5 separate regions of the Sus scrofa genome follow, and regions 1, 2, 3 and 5 are each linked to region 4. Evidence: chromatin contacts called from public HiChIP or PLAC-seq data. All regions are on one chromosome and are shown on one strand. The core of a region is the stretch at or near the end of the contact, and the rest is flanking DNA. Distances in the headings are between cores, read along the strand shown. Region 1 holds the start of SLC25A15 (solute carrier family 25 member 15). Region 2 holds the start of VPS36 (vacuolar protein-sorting-associated protein 36). Region 3 holds the start of FOXO1 (forkhead box protein O1). Region 4 holds the start of PROSER1 (proline and serine-rich protein 1). Region 5 holds the start of ALG5 (ALG5, dolichyl-phosphate beta-glucosyltransferase).

What was found. HiChIP or PLAC-seq counts read pairs in DNA pulled down with a chosen protein or histone mark.
Region 1: an H3K27ac HiChIP or PLAC-seq map of alveolar macrophages shows a contact between it and region 4. The contact joins the promoter of SLC25A15 here to the promoter of PROSER1 in region 4. A contact is called at or near these places in 1 of 47 Hi-C or Micro-C datasets (heart right ventricle) and 1 of 2 datasets of contacts at active chromatin or transcription factors (alveolar macrophages).
Region 2: an H3K27ac HiChIP or PLAC-seq map of skeletal muscle shows a contact between it and region 4, with 4 times the contacts expected there. The contact joins the promoter of VPS36 here to the promoter of PROSER1 in region 4. A contact is called at or near these places in 3 of 47 Hi-C or Micro-C datasets (embryonic fibroblasts, heart right ventricle and subcutaneous adipose tissue) and 2 of 2 datasets of contacts at active chromatin or transcription factors (alveolar macrophages and skeletal muscle).
Region 3: an H3K27ac HiChIP or PLAC-seq map of alveolar macrophages shows a contact between it and region 4. The contact joins the promoter of FOXO1 here to the promoter of PROSER1 in region 4. A contact is called at or near these places in 1 of 47 Hi-C or Micro-C datasets (embryonic fibroblasts) and 2 of 2 datasets of contacts at active chromatin or transcription factors (alveolar macrophages and skeletal muscle).
Region 5: an H3K27ac HiChIP or PLAC-seq map of alveolar macrophages shows a contact between it and region 4. The contact joins the promoter of ALG5 here to the promoter of PROSER1 in region 4. A contact is called at or near these places in 1 of 5 promoter capture datasets (fetal liver) and 1 of 2 datasets of contacts at active chromatin or transcription factors (alveolar macrophages).

Annotation. Positions count from the first base shown.
Region 1 is chr11:15,492,727-15,495,426 of Sscrofa11.1, forward strand. SLC25A15 (solute carrier family 25 member 15) reads left to right here and starts at 1,450. Exons shown (of 7, transcript NM_001243910.1): 1 at 1,450-1,712. LOC106505276 reads right to left here and starts at 2,012. Exons shown (of 3, transcript XM_021065390.1): 1 at 1,990-2,012; 2 at 1,282-1,919. The coding sequence starts at 2,012.
Region 2 is chr11:15,734,172-15,736,923 of Sscrofa11.1, forward strand. It overlaps VPS36 (vacuolar protein-sorting-associated protein 36), which reads right to left and starts at 1,298. Exons shown (of 13, transcript XM_005668376.3): 1 at 1,121-1,298. The coding sequence starts at 1,216.
Region 3 is chr11:15,408,750-15,411,449 of Sscrofa11.1, forward strand. It overlaps FOXO1 (forkhead box protein O1), which reads right to left and starts at 1,310. Exons shown (of 3, transcript XM_021065269.1): 1 at 634-1,310. The coding sequence starts at 1,284. LOC102160118 (a long non-coding RNA gene) reads left to right here and starts at 1,884. Exons shown (of 5, transcript XR_001299536.2): 1 at 1,884-2,295.
Region 4 is chr11:14,182,507-14,185,235 of Sscrofa11.1, forward strand. PROSER1 (proline and serine-rich protein 1) reads right to left here and starts at 1,340. Exons shown (of 13, transcript XM_021065266.1): 1 at 477-1,340. The coding sequence starts at 521. It overlaps NHLRC3 (a long non-coding RNA gene), which reads left to right and starts at 1,630. Exons shown (of 10, transcript XR_002336530.1): 1 at 1,630-1,949; 2 at 2,134-2,292; 3 at 2,578-2,725.
Region 5 is chr11:12,814,488-12,817,226 of Sscrofa11.1, forward strand. ALG5 (ALG5, dolichyl-phosphate beta-glucosyltransferase) reads right to left here and starts at 1,482. Exons shown (of 10, transcript NM_001244320.2): 1 at 1,390-1,482. The coding sequence starts at 1,455. EXOSC8 (exosome complex component RRP43) reads left to right here and starts at 2,594. Exons shown (of 11, transcript XM_021065264.1): 1 at 2,594-2,659. The coding sequence starts at 2,643.

The DNA of each region.
Region 1 (2,700 bases), core at 200-2,699, 1.3 Mb after region 4:
TCTGTAACAGGAGATATAGCCCTATCCCTATCTCGTTCCCTTGGGCTTCATCTTTCAGGTTTGCAAGAGCCTCTGGGCCAGGCGCTGCGGAAAGGCCCAGTCCTCTAGGATGTTGTACTGTAGGTTCTGCTCCTCATCTGCTGCCCACTGGTTATGTTACATGTCACTTTGGGCAAGTCACTCAAAGCCCCTGGCTTGTTTCTATAATGAAGTTATGTTCTGGAAGCTTGAGTTCTAAAGTGCTGATTTTGGGAGAAGACAGTCTTGTGCTGTGTTGAGGAGCCCCTCATTCACCAGGAGCTCGGACGCCTTCATAGCACCTCCTTCCTCCAGAAGGTCTAGTCAGCTGTGCATCCATGTTTAAAGACTCACACAAGTTACCTCAAATATTTGTCACTGGCCCTCACATAAAATCACTTAAATATACATTGGCAGTAGTCAAACATCACATCCAAACAGGGCAGAAAGTTGTAAAAGAAAATGACGGCACGTTTTAAGGAAGAAAACTGTGTAGAAAAGTCAAATAAATCCATGAAGTTTGAACCAAGGCCCTCTGAAGGCCATGGCTGTGACACTGAGCACCTGTCAGTAATAGACCAAGACCTTTCCAACTGAGTGGATCTGTGTCTAGTGCACTAGAGAAAATTCCTTTACTCCTGGTACACAAGACTTCTTTTTTAAAAAGGGCCGCACCGGTGGCATATGGAAATTCCCAGGCTGGGGGTCGAATCAGATCTGCAGCTGCCAGCCTACCCAAAGCCACAGCCACCAGGGATTCTAGTGGATCTGCTTCCTCCACCACAGCTCACGATAACGCTGGATCCTTAACCCACTAAAGGAGACCAGGGATCCAGCCTGTGTCATGGACACTAGTCTGCTTGGTTACTGCTAAGCCACAACAGGAATTCCCAACAGACTCCCTGAATTGAGCTTTTTAATAAAATGCCGGAGAGCCATAGAACCAACTATAATTCATTAGGAATTGAGAAGACATTTAGGGCTATAGTTTTCATCGGTGGGTGTGCTTTTCCAAATGTCATCAGTGGAGCCGGAGCTCCTCGAAGAAGAATTAGTGGGAAATGTTTTGGGTTTGGTTTTCACCAGCAATAAGTGAATTTATTTTCCATCACTACCTTTCCAGTACTTTCGTACTCAATTATAAAATGAGAGCCTTGAGTTTCGAGTCCGAGCAAGGTTAACCAGCGTAAAGGCATCAGTCACTCGTCCAAACTCCGGGCACCCTCAGCCCCCTCCCTGAGATCTCACTAGAATCGAGCTCACCGAGCGCTTCCGGGAACCGCGAGGCACGAAAGCAACGTGGAGGCCTGGGCTCCCAGCCCTCCCGCCAGCCCCGCCAGCCCCGCCAGCCCCGCCAGCCCCGCCAGCCCCGCCAGCCCCGCCTGCTCCCGGCGAGGGGCGGCCTTTTGGCCTGAGCGCGTCGCCGCACCGCGCCGATTTCCGCTTCCCCGGCGCGCGGCTGGGGGCTGGCGGGCAGGAGGCTCACCGGCCCAGGCCGGCCCCGCGCAGCCCGCCCCGGCTGCAGGGGCGCTCCTGAGCCCGCGGGGCCGCCTGCAGGGAGCAGTCCGGCGCGGGAGGCGGGGCGGAGGGCAGGCCTGGCGCCGACGTGTGTGTGAAGCGGCCGCCCCCGCAGCCCAGGGAGAGTCGAGAGCAGGCGGCGGAGCGCGAGCAGGACGCAGCCGGTCGGCTCGGCGGTGAGCGCAGCCCCGCCGGGCGCTCGCGGGCTGCAGGGAACTGGCCGGGAGGAGGGAGTGGGGAGCGGGCGGGCCTCCGCGCCTGAGCGGCGTGACCTTTCCGGGCAGCTGGGATCCGGGGTCTCGGACCCGCCGCACACGTGCCCGGGGACCCGCGGGCGCCCCACTCCCGGGCGCTGCCCCGGGCTCGGCGGAGACTGCGGGGCTCTGCGGCCTCCTGCCCGCAGTGGTCAACTCCTGGGAAAGGTTGTCCTCCTTTGCCCCCTCGTCGTGTCACCGAGCCTCCGGGCTCCGCGCCATCTGAGTCTCGCGCCGGACGGGGCGGAGGCGCTTATGAATGGGAGACTCGCAGATTGCTGGGCAGAGTCAGCGAACCGGGAAGACCAAGTTAGAAGTCGTTTCCCTAAGCCGCCCCTCGTGCGGACTGGGATCCCGAGCCCCCGGAGCTGGAGCCCCTTCCCGGCTGCTGAGCAGCGAGGCCGGTTTGCATCCCAACGCCCTTGGGCTTCAGCTCTGGGCGGTCTGGATGGAGGGCGGCCTCCCACCGCGCCAGCTTCGGCCTGAAGCTGGAATCTTCCCGGAGCAATTCGTGTTAATTAGTGGGGAATGAGGCCTCCTCGGATTTTCCCCCAAGAAAAGAGAATTTCCCCAAGGAACGGGAAGATATTTGGCGCTGTTTCTTCTGGAGTCGGACTTTGGTGTAGTTTGAAAGAGGGGTAAAAGGGACGCTGTAAGGACTTAGTTTTTCTGTTCCACGGGTACCAAAGGCTCACGAATCAATGTAATTAAGTCATGCTAATCAGTCTTGCCTCTGCAAGACCTGTTATCTTCAAGCCAAACCTACGCTTAATTTGAAACAGTTGCCCACACCTTCTGAGTTACTCTGTGTTCTGTTTACTGTCCTAAAAATTCTACAAGCGGTTATTTGTAGCAGTTGATGCGTTTCTGACTTTTACCTAAAGGGGTTGACTTCGCATTGATGAGATAG
Region 2 (2,752 bases), core at 48-2,547, 1.6 Mb after region 4:
TTTGTTTCCCATTTACGACAAGAGTTCCAAAGGTGTAACCTCGGTTTGAAAACCCAAAAACCTTTAGCTTGTTGCTCCAACCAAAAGATGCCAGCCCAATACAAGATCAAATTAATGAAAGGACTGAAGCAGTAAACAGAGTTGAGGCCAACGAAATGATTTAAGGAAAAGACTTTGACTCCAAAATGGAAATATGAAACAATGCCCTCCAAGAGGCAGAGAACCTTGGGCCCTCGGTCCCGTCAGCCTTGCCTCCGAAGGAAGGTTGTGACCCAGGCCCTCTGCTACCTTCAAGGCAGGAGGCCTCCAGCTTCTGCAAAGCATGATCAGGAAAAGCTGAGTCCAGGAACCCATGCAAAAGTACAACAGGAAGTTCCTCTAACGAAACTGCAAGGAAGTAGAGGGTGCAGGGAAAACTTGTGCAAACGAAAAACGCTGGGGAGGAAACGGGTTTTTAAATTTTTTTTTCCTAATTCCAGCTTATACATTTCCCCAGAACAGGATGACAGTTTGCAGTTTGAGAGAAGTCTCCAGGGAATGTCTTACACAGTATTTTTCCCTCTCAGTTTGCAAACAGATCTCCTAAGGTTTAAGCTCGGGTGACCAGGCATGGCCTACTACATCGCTGTACAAAGCAAATCATCAAAACCCTTTTCTTAGGTCACCCCCTCCCCCCAAAAAAACCCGCAGAGCCTTTGGCCAAGGCGTCCCAAGGAGAGGCTGACACCTCCTTTCGAGGTCCTTCCAAAGCCGTCCCCCAGACGCTCCGGCCGCGACAGCCGGGAGTCCCCCGGGCGCCCCCAGGTCCCAGCGCCGAAGCCACGCCCGGTTCGCGAGCGCAGGACCCGGGGCCTCCCGACGAGGGCGGAACCGGCCTGCCCGCCGCCCGTCCGCCGCGATCGGGGCGCTGAATCCGGGTTCCCAGACCGCGCCGCGCTCGGCCCGCGCCCTCCGAGCGGCCCGAAGGAGTCTCTCCCGGGCCGGAGGGGCCGCCACCCACCGCGTCCCCGGGAGCCGTTCCAAAGTCGGGCCGAGCCGAGCGCCGGACGGGCTCCGGCGGGCGGGGGCGGCGCCGAGAGTCGAGCCGGGGGCCGGGGAGCGACCCGGGCCGCCTCCCTACCTTCTCCTCGCCGTCGTAGATGCGCACCCCGCGCTGCTGGATCACCAGGGTCTCGTTGATCTCCAGGAGGCCGCTGGTCCACACGAAGCGGTCCATGGCCGCCGCCTGGCCGGCCCCCGCCTCACTCCCGCGCTGGCGCTCCGGGGCGGCCAGCCGAGCGCCGGGCAGCCTGCGGCGCCCTCTGGCGGCAGGCGGAGAGGAGGCCGGCAGGGAGGGAGAGGTCCAGCCCGGCCGCCCTGGGGAGCGCGCGCCGCCGGGGGGCGGGAGGGCGCCCGGAGACCTGGAGACAAGCTTGGCGCGCCCTCTGGTGGTACATCCGCCAATGGCCCGGGGGGAACTTCCACCCCATCCTTTGTCCAGATGGGGCACAAACCCAGATCTTACAAAGGACTTCGAGGGAGCCCAGATTGCAGCCTGGACCTCCTTATTGTGCATTATTCCTGCATATTTGTGCCATTTCCTTCTCAGTGCCCAGCATGCTGTCATATTCATTCAAAGCTGTAAATGATGACTTTTTTCCCTAATGAATATTTATGACCTGAATTCTTTTCACATAGCTTCAGTCAGTGTATAAGTACTTATTTTGTGCTCTCCTCTTTTTTCCCATTAAAATCATCTTTATTTAAACACTTGCATTAACATAGACCTCATGAATTTACTCCAGATAATATTCAGTGTGTAGATGTCTTAAAATTTACCTGTGGGTTGGTCCCCACAAACTGGTCCCTGAGTGCTACTCCCATCTGCTGGGCCTCTTGCTGCTGTCCCTTTCATTTCTTTAGATATTTTACATTATAAATGAAGCACCTATATTTGTACTTCTGCAACTGAAATGCATTTTCCCCTTTAGGATTATTTTCTTAAAGTGTCTTCCCAAAGTAGAATTACAGCTTTAAAGAGACCCTGCTACATACTGGGGACTTATTTAGCTAGGATGTGCTGCCACCAGCAAGTCAGTCTTTACCCAGGCCAAGTCGCTTTGACTACATTGAGTGTTATCCCTTCTGTAAATTTTTTTACCACTCAACTGTTTATTCTTGTTTCCTTTGTGTGTGTGTGTGGATGAGGCTATTTCTGAATATCTGTTATTCTTTGATTATCTTTTAATCCAAAGGAAATCATCTCCCTGAAGCTAACAGCTCACACTGTACAAAATTGCTCAGGAACATGGGACAATTCATTGAGACCAAAGTAACACAGGTCAGGGGAGGAAAGGGTGCAGAAAAGGAGGTGGAGCTGCTGGGGAGGTTGGGCGACAGCAGGAGGGTGTGGAATCCTGGAAACCAAGTGGAAAGAGGGTACAGGCGGAAGGACGGGTGGGTCAGGGGACTGATCACTGCTTTTACCCTGTGGATGTTTGGTGGCCTTGGCAGGAGTGGGTCCAGTGGGGTGGTGGAAGACCATCTTCGTGGAGTGATTTTTTTAAAAGAGAAAAAGAGGAGAGGACTTACAGGCAGGGAACTAGACGAGCCTTTGGAAGAATTTGGTTGGTTTGGTTTTTATGTGTTGGTTTCTTTGCCCAGAAGCAGAAGGGGAAGTGAGATTGCCAGAGAGTTTGGTTGGTTGGTTGGTTGGTTGGTTGGTTTTTAAGGCGGAACAAATAATATGTGTGACTGCTGAGAGCAGTGATCG
Region 3 (2,700 bases), core at 60-2,559, 1.2 Mb after region 4:
AAATCAAAATAAAACAAAATGCATACGGCCTCCAAAAACCGCGCGGCCAACCTCCACGGGCCGGCTGCCTCGCGCCCTGCCTGTCCCCTCCACCTGCAGCCCCGTCCCCCAGCGGCGGGGCTCCGAGGCCCCTCGCAGCGGCCTCCCCCGCCCAGCGCTGCGGAAACGGCTCCGCGGGGCGGCGGGGAGCTGGGGGGCCGCGGGGGAGGAGGGGAGCCGCCCTCACCCCTGAGGTCGTGGAGGGAAAGGAGCAGCGGCAGGAGTTCGCGCGGGCCGTGGAGAAGGGGGGGCAGGTCGCAGTGAACCCCGCTCTCCGTTCACTGGAGAACTTTTTTTCTGGTTGCTCTGAGGTCCACTTCTTGGCGTACTTTTTTCACTACTTCGGTCCCAACTCGCCCCTTCCCGCTCCCGCTCCAACTCTCACGAGAGCGTACACACAGACGTTTATTCCAATCCTCCGACGGGTCCGAGGCAAGCCCACCACCCACCTCCGATGCTTCTTGCACGCGCTGCCCGCGTGCCCTGCACTTTCAAGCCAAGCAAATTTGCACAGCCGTCCCCTCCGACCTAAGGCGGAGGCAGGGCTTCCCGTGCCCCCCTCCCGCTCCAGCCGTGCGCCCCGAGGCCACTCACCTTCCAGCCTGCCGAGCTGTTGCTGTCGCCCTTATCCTTGAAGTAGGGCACGCTCTTGACCATCCACTCGTAGATCTGCGATAGCGTGAGCCGCTTCTCTGCCGAGCTCTCGATGGCCTTGGTGATGAGGTCGGCGTAGGACAGGTTGCCCCACGCGTTGCGGCGGGACGAGCTGCTCTTGCGCGGCTGCCCGGCAAGCGACCCGGCGGCGGCGGGGGGCACAGGCGGGTGCTGCGACAGCGGCCCGGGCGGCGGGGGCTGCTGCGGCGGCGCCGGGTGCAGGCAGCCCGCCTCTGGGCCCTGGAAGTCCCCGCACAACCCCCCGGTGGCAGCAGCGGCGGCCGCCGCCGCCACCGCGGCTGCCGCCGCCGCCGCCGCCGCCACGGAGCCGGGCGCCTGCTGGAAGTCCCCGCTCTCCTCCAGCAGGCTCAGGTTGCTCATGAAGTCGGCGTTGACAGCGGCCGCCGAGGCCGAGGGCAGGCCCGCGGCAGCGTCGGGGTTCGCGGCTGGGCCACCCGACGGCGCCGGGCTGGAGGTGGCCGAGTTAGACTGGCTAAACTCCGGCCTGGGCAGCGGCCAGGTGCACGAGCGCGGCCGGGGCAGCGGCTCGAAGTCCGGGTCGATCTCCACCACCTGGGGCGCTTCGGCCATGGTGACCCCCGCCCCTCCCCCAGCAGCGGGATTGCCAAGAAGTGCGAGGGCGCTGCACCAGGAGCTGAGGGGAGAGGGCGCGAAGAGCCGGTCCGAGATTTTGGGGGGCGAGGTCGGTGCCGCGGGCGGACGGAAACCCGGAGCAAGACGCGGCGGCGAAGTGGAAGCGCGAGCCCAGAACTTAACTTCGCGGGTCCATCAACATCTAGGCTCCTCCAGGTCCGCTGCACGGACGGGACGGCAGGCCAGAGTCGCCCAGCCCAGGCAGCGCCAGCGTCGCGCTCCTACTGACACGGCCCGAAAACCGAAGGAAGGACGGGCGCCGCGGGCCGCTCACTCTCCCCGGCGGCGCGACCGCGGCGCTGCTGCCTGTTGAATGTGGCGGCGGCGGCGGCGGCAGCGGCGGCTGCTGCTGCGACTACGCTGCCGCCCGACTTACGGGATCTGCCGCCGCCCCCCGCCCGCGGCGGCGCGCGCGCTTGCCCGCCCCTGACTGATAGCCCCAGCAGCCAATGAGCTCGCGGCGGCACCGCCCAGGCAGCCAGTGGACGCCGGCCTGGGCGGGGGCTGGTTTTCCAGCGGGAGGTGGCAGTGGGTTGGTGGGGGTAGTGGGGTGTTTTTTTCTTTCTCACACACGCACAGTCTCCCTCACTCTTTTTTTTTTTTTTTTGGCTCTCTGTTATTATTTTCTGGTAATTTTCGAATGTTTCTGTGAGTCTCTCCGCTCTCAGTGTTTTGATTGCTGTGAGGCAAACCAGCGTGGAGGCGGCGGCGACACTTTGTTTACTACCGGGGAGCAGAACCGAGTACTCGGGAAGCCCGAGTGGAACGAGTCGCTCGCTTGCCCTCGACCTCCGCTCCGGGCCCAAAGCCGGGCGGGGCGGGGGCCGGAGACGCTGGGCGCTTCGGGGGCGCTGAGTGGGCGGGCGGAGGCGGCCTCGCGGAATTCTGCTCAGTCGCCCCCTCTCGACTCCGCCCTCGACTCCTTTGCTGAGAAACGCGGGGAAGTCGGTGGGTTTTGTTTTTGTTTTGTGTTTTTTTCCTTTTCCTGCGATGTATCGAGTCCTCGGGCCCCGCGCGAGCCGCGCACGCCTCCAGGGGCCCGGGCTCTGACTGTCGTGTCCGCGCGGAGGACGCCCTGGCCGCCGCCTCCGCGACCGGAACCCACCTGTCTGCGCCCGAGGGCTGAGCCTCTGAGGTCGAGTGTAGCCGGGGGCCCGTTGTCCGGCCCAGCACCCGCCAGCCGGGTTCCCTCCATTCTTGACCTGAAAGAGTGGAAGCGAGAGAAGGGGGCTCGGCGCGGGCTGCAGATAGTCCTACTTCCCACGCACCCTCAGACCCACAGGCGTCCTAGCCCTCGTGCCCTCCGTGGGAACCTCTACCCCTGGGCGGGAACCCGGACTCTGTCCACTAAGT
Region 4 (2,729 bases), core at 90-2,589:
ATTCCTATGACCTTAACCTTAATGCTACACTTTTTATTAGGACGCTAATTTTGCCCTCCCAGGCAACAAACATAGTCTGCTTATTCTCAAGACTTAAAAACACTTTCCGTAATAATAACTACCATTAAAGGAACTTTCTAAGTATTATTTCTAGTTCCCAGTCACTCTTATGTTACTGAAAGATGAGGAAATCGCCTCGGAAATATTAAAATCACTTATCCGAAAATACGGAGCTATTAAAAATGATCTGTAGAGCTCGGGATTCGGAACCCGGACTCTGAAAACAACCTCCGCAACACCGCACTGATCTCAGCCTTAACATAATTTCCGTTTGTATCGTGAAATGCATCAAGATAACGTTTCTACACTCCACGTTAAAATTCCAACTTTTTGCAATCCTATTATTTTACACGCAGTCCCTGAAAGAGAATAAGAGAATTCTTAGCTCACAGAATTAAGGAATTAAGTGCAATTACCTTTCTAATTTCATCCAGCACCGTTTCAAAGGACTTTTTGTCCATCTTGACTACTAGCTCCACGAGGTTTTAACAGTTACACTTTCAATTACAAAATGTTCATCCCTCGTCTGCTCCAATAGTAAAAATGTTTACCGCTGAGAAAGAAAAAAAGACTCAAGGAGCAGGAGAAAGGATGCGAAGAGGTAGAGTACTTCAAACGCTGCAAAAATTTCCAAAAATGGAGACTTATAAAAACTTTTTACTAAAAACGAAACCCGTCAGGCTTCCCCAGCTTCTTTACACAAAGCAGCAGGAACCCTCGCGGAAGAGCCAGGTCCTCTCTGAGTCCCGCAGAAAAACCCGCGGTTCGCAGCCCGAGGCAGACCGTCGGTCCCTTCAGCCGAAGGCCAGGTGCCGCCGTCGTGAAGCCGCCTTTCCAGGTGGAGCGGCCCAGAGAGTAGAGGCACCTGCGCCCCGAAACCGATGGGCGGCAAGGAAGGAGGCACTGGTTTCCCGGCCCGCACCAGCGCCTCGGCCGCCGGCCGCCTCTCACCGCCGCAAACCTGGCCTCATGGCCTGACTAGCGCTCACTCCCAGCAGCTCCTCGGGACTCCTCGGTCCCGCAGCCCGGGCAGCGGAGGCCTGGCAGGCTCTTTGTTACCAGGTGCCACCGCTTCCGGGAGCGGGCCGGCGGCCGGAGAGCTCCAGGAGCCGGGCAAAGGGGGGAACGCTCCCGGGTAGGGGGACTCCCGAATACCGCAGCGCCAAGAGCGCCAGGAGCCCCTCCTGGTTACCCCCACAGCTTCCCCCTGGCTCCTGGGGGCCTTCAATAGGGCCCGTCGCACCCGAGTAAACTCAACTCTGCGCCGCCAGCTTAGACCACGCCTTCAGGAGCGACTTTAAAGGGGTCCTGGTGTGGGAATGTAGATGTCCATGGCGCATGCCTGGGTGTCTCGAAATTGGATGCAGCTGATGTTCGTCCCAGAACCCAAAAGTTATTTTTTGAGGGTCACACCCTTGATTCTAGGATTTGATTGTGCCAGTTTGTGATTGCTAAATCTGAATTTAAAAGAATGAATGTGGAGTTGTTAAGGCATATCTACGGGCGCCCCGATACTGGCGTACCGGAGATCTCCGCAGCGTGGAAGGTCCGAAGGGTGGTCACGGGGTAAAACGAGGCACGTGATATGAGGGCGGGGGCGGGAACGAGTTGGGAACCCAAAACCTCAGTTCTGATTTTCTGTTACTTGGGTCTCTGCTGCCTTTTCGTTCTCGAACCCCGCGCATCCAGGGAAAGGGGTTTGGAGCTAGGAACTCGGGAAGCGACTAAGTGCGTGGACTTGAGGCTGTCCGGTGGCCCCCAGCCGCCTGCCAATCCTTTTCCCTCACCAGACTTCCCGTCTGGTCATGGCGAGATTCTGGGTCTGCGTAGCCGGCGCTGGCTTCTTTCTTGCATATCTGGTTTTACATTCGCATATTTGTGGCTCTTCGGTGAGTTGGATTGTGAGGAAACGGCTGGTGGGTGTGTGGATAGCACTGTGGGGAGGAGGTCTTGGGATGGAGTTGGAGCTGGTTTTCGCACTAGCTGGGCTCAAAACCTGCACCGGGGGCCGAACCGCCGACGTGTTGCTTGTCTCAGTGTTAAAACGTTTTCCTATTTTCTTTTCTTACGCAGCTCCCACTACGTCTTCATTTTGCTTTTAAATTTTCCTGGAGAGCTGAGGAAATCCTTTACCGGCTGGATGTGGATTGGCCCACGTATTCAGAATACTTTACTGGAGCAACATTTTGTGTTGCAGTTGATTCCCTCAACGAATTGGTTTATGTAGCCCAAGTAAGTAAATTTTTTTCGGAGTTATGAACATGAAGAAGACAGTTTTCCTGTATTAAGTCCATATATACGTTTATGTTTTGCCAATTGTGAAATTTTTTTTTTGAGTTAAAGTTAACATTTTAATTTTGAATGTGGTAGATAATAATGTTGTTAGGTTTCGTAGCAGGTTTTTTAAACGTGACTGAATTTCTCGATTAACTTTTAAATTTTGTTTCTCTTTGCCAACATAAAGATTGCCTCTTTAAAACGGATCTTACCTAAGCAGTTATTTTTGTGTACCTTTAGAGAGGGGATAACATCCCAAAGGTATTAGTGTTCACAGAGGATGGATATTTCCTACGAGCCTGGAATTACACAGTTGACACACCTCATGGCATATTTGCAGCCAGTACACTACATGAACAATCCGTCTGGATCACGGATGTAGGAAGTGGTAT
Region 5 (2,739 bases), core at 232-2,731, 1.4 Mb before region 4:
GATGGACTGGGAGTTTAGGGTTAGAGACAGAAACTATTACATTTAGAACGGATAAGCAATGAGGTCCTACTGTATAGCACAGGGAACTATATCCAGTCTCTTGGGATAGACCATGATGGAAGATAATATAAGAAAAGGAATATATATATATATAAATATATTACATATATATATGACTGGGTCACTCTGCTGTACAGCAGAAATAGGCACAACATTGTAAATCAACTATACTTTAATAAAATAAAGTGTTTTTTTTAAAGTATTTCCAAGACAATCTCATAACATACACATTTAAATACGTGCAAGAGTCAACATTAGGCAGATTCAATTTAGGATTCTGTCAAACTCTGCCCCATCCTAAAGCTAACCTCCCCCGACTCCCCAAATGTCCATATACTAAGGGCAAAGAGGATTCCTTTCCCACCCAAACACACAAACACTGAAGAAGTCAGGATATATTGCTGTTTCTCTAAACTACTTTTAAGCTGTAAAATTCTGGCAAGATGGCAAAGTGGCCTTCCTAGCAATGCTATCTAGGCTGCCAACTTCAAAGTCAAGGAAGCAGGAACCTCTCCATTCACTAACTAGGTGCCAGAGAGTTGGGGCGGGGTGGTAGAGTAATTCACTTGACGCTTTTTCTACTCCATTTACTAACTAGATGACAGACCCATTCCAAAACACATGGGAGAAAGTTCACTTGGCAACTTTTCTACTACTTTTGGATCAGCAAGTGTTACAATGATTCTGTGTTTCCACCGTAATGGCAAAGAAAATCCGAGCTTAAGTTCTACTGTGTTGCCTCATTTAGAGGCAGCAAACTTAAGGTGTTGAATTCTGGGACATATTGACCCCCAGCATATGGTAACACTGGCCTTGTCTAGGTATTCCTGTGACCCCAGTGGGTCTCCTTAATGCACGAGTCTAACCAATCCCGTAACAGATGGCACTTGTCAGTGCTGCCACCACTTTCTATTTCCTTATCTACATCGGGAAGGGAGAGCCTGCAAAGCAAACATCTGGGGGCTCAAGACCTCCCTGGTGGGGCCAGAACTGCAGCGACTGCAAGGCCGGGAGGAAATGCTGGAGAGGTCGGGACAGACGCGGCGGGCGGCAGAGGGTCCGGAGACTAGGGGGCGAAAGAAGACAGGGTGGGCATGGCCCAGTGAACCCAAGTTCTAGGCTCTGGACACGCAGGGAAATAAAGCTCCAAGATAAAAATAAAGAACGTTAGAAAGATGCGTAAAATTCTAGCAGAAGAAATTCTGGGGTCGGAGCTTAGGTGAAGCATGGTTCAAGGGACACGTCGAAGAACCGGCAGTGCGGAGGAGAGGATGCCTGGGGGCCGAGTCTCCACCCGCACCCGCGTCGGTCCCCAACCCCTCTCCTCACCAGAATTAGGGCTGCGGCCGCCAGCCCCGCGCCAAGCACGGCCAACTGCAGCAGGAGCGGAACCATACTCCATGCCCAGAGGCCGCCGCCGCCCGCCCTCTGCAGCGCCTACACACACGCGGAAGTGCAGCCGCGGGCCCCGCCTCCCGCCCGCAGAGAGGCCGCGCCGGTCGGGCGCCCGCCGCCCACAGCGCCGCCGCGCGGCGAGGCGAGGAATACTTAGCGGTGTGAGAGACGCTCAGTCCTTGCGAGGGGCAGGCGCTCACTCAGTTCCACAGTAGCAGGGTTGCCAGATTTAACAAATAAAAGTACAGGATATCCATTTAATTTGAATTTCAGATAAGCAACGAATCGTTTTATTTAACAGCATTATTAAAATACAACTCACATACCATACAATCCACACATTAATTTTTTCAAACTCTGATAATGTAAAACATAAAATTTGGCACTCTATACACTTTACGTGTACACTACAACGACATTAATTGCATTTACAATTTCTTTCAACCATCGTCACTATTTCTAAAACTTTCCCAGTTATTCCCCAGCTTCTGGTAGCAACTAATCAAGTGAAAATTTTTTCTTGTACCCACAGTAACAAACTACTCTTTATCTGACATTCAAATTGAGTTGGATGCCCTGTATTTTATCTGGCAACCCTATCTAAGAGGGAGGTGTAGGTCTTGAACCATGACACAGTCTACAACAAAACTGCTCCTTTGGAGCCCGGTCAGGTTGCTTGGTGCGGATAAGGAGCGAGCAGAAAATTTAGGTGATTCTTCCGTGCTGGAGCAGGGAGGACTTTACCTGGGAGGAGGCAAGCCCAGGGCCCAGTCAAGAAGGGGGCGGGAAAAGGATGCTGAAACACTGGAGTAATGCTCCACACTCAAATACTTGATCCTCTGATGTAAGGTAGGTTTTCTCCTGAGTCTTGAACTACCACAGTTTCTAAACAGACACTGGTCACTTCTCTAATAGCCGATTCGTCAAAACACGCCAAAAGCAAGGAAACCTTGAAGGGCGTCTGGCTAGTGGCGGTCGAAGGGAAGGCATGCAGGAAACAATCCCCGCCCCGCCTGGCTTAGCTCTCCCCCATTGTACTCTGCCTTCCAGATACCAGGCAGCAGAAAGGCACAAACAAACATCAGTGTTGAAAGTGCCGCGGCGGAGCAGCTGCGCGGGCCAGAGGTGAGGCGATACCCAGGCGCAGGCGCAGGCGCAGGCGCAGGCGCAGGCGCGCGGGCGGGAAGATGGCGGCCGGGTTCAAGTGAGTGTGGCTGCACGGCGGGCGGGAGTTCGTATCCTAGCGGATTGCAGCTTCATTTACTCTTTAGGTGGGATTTTTCT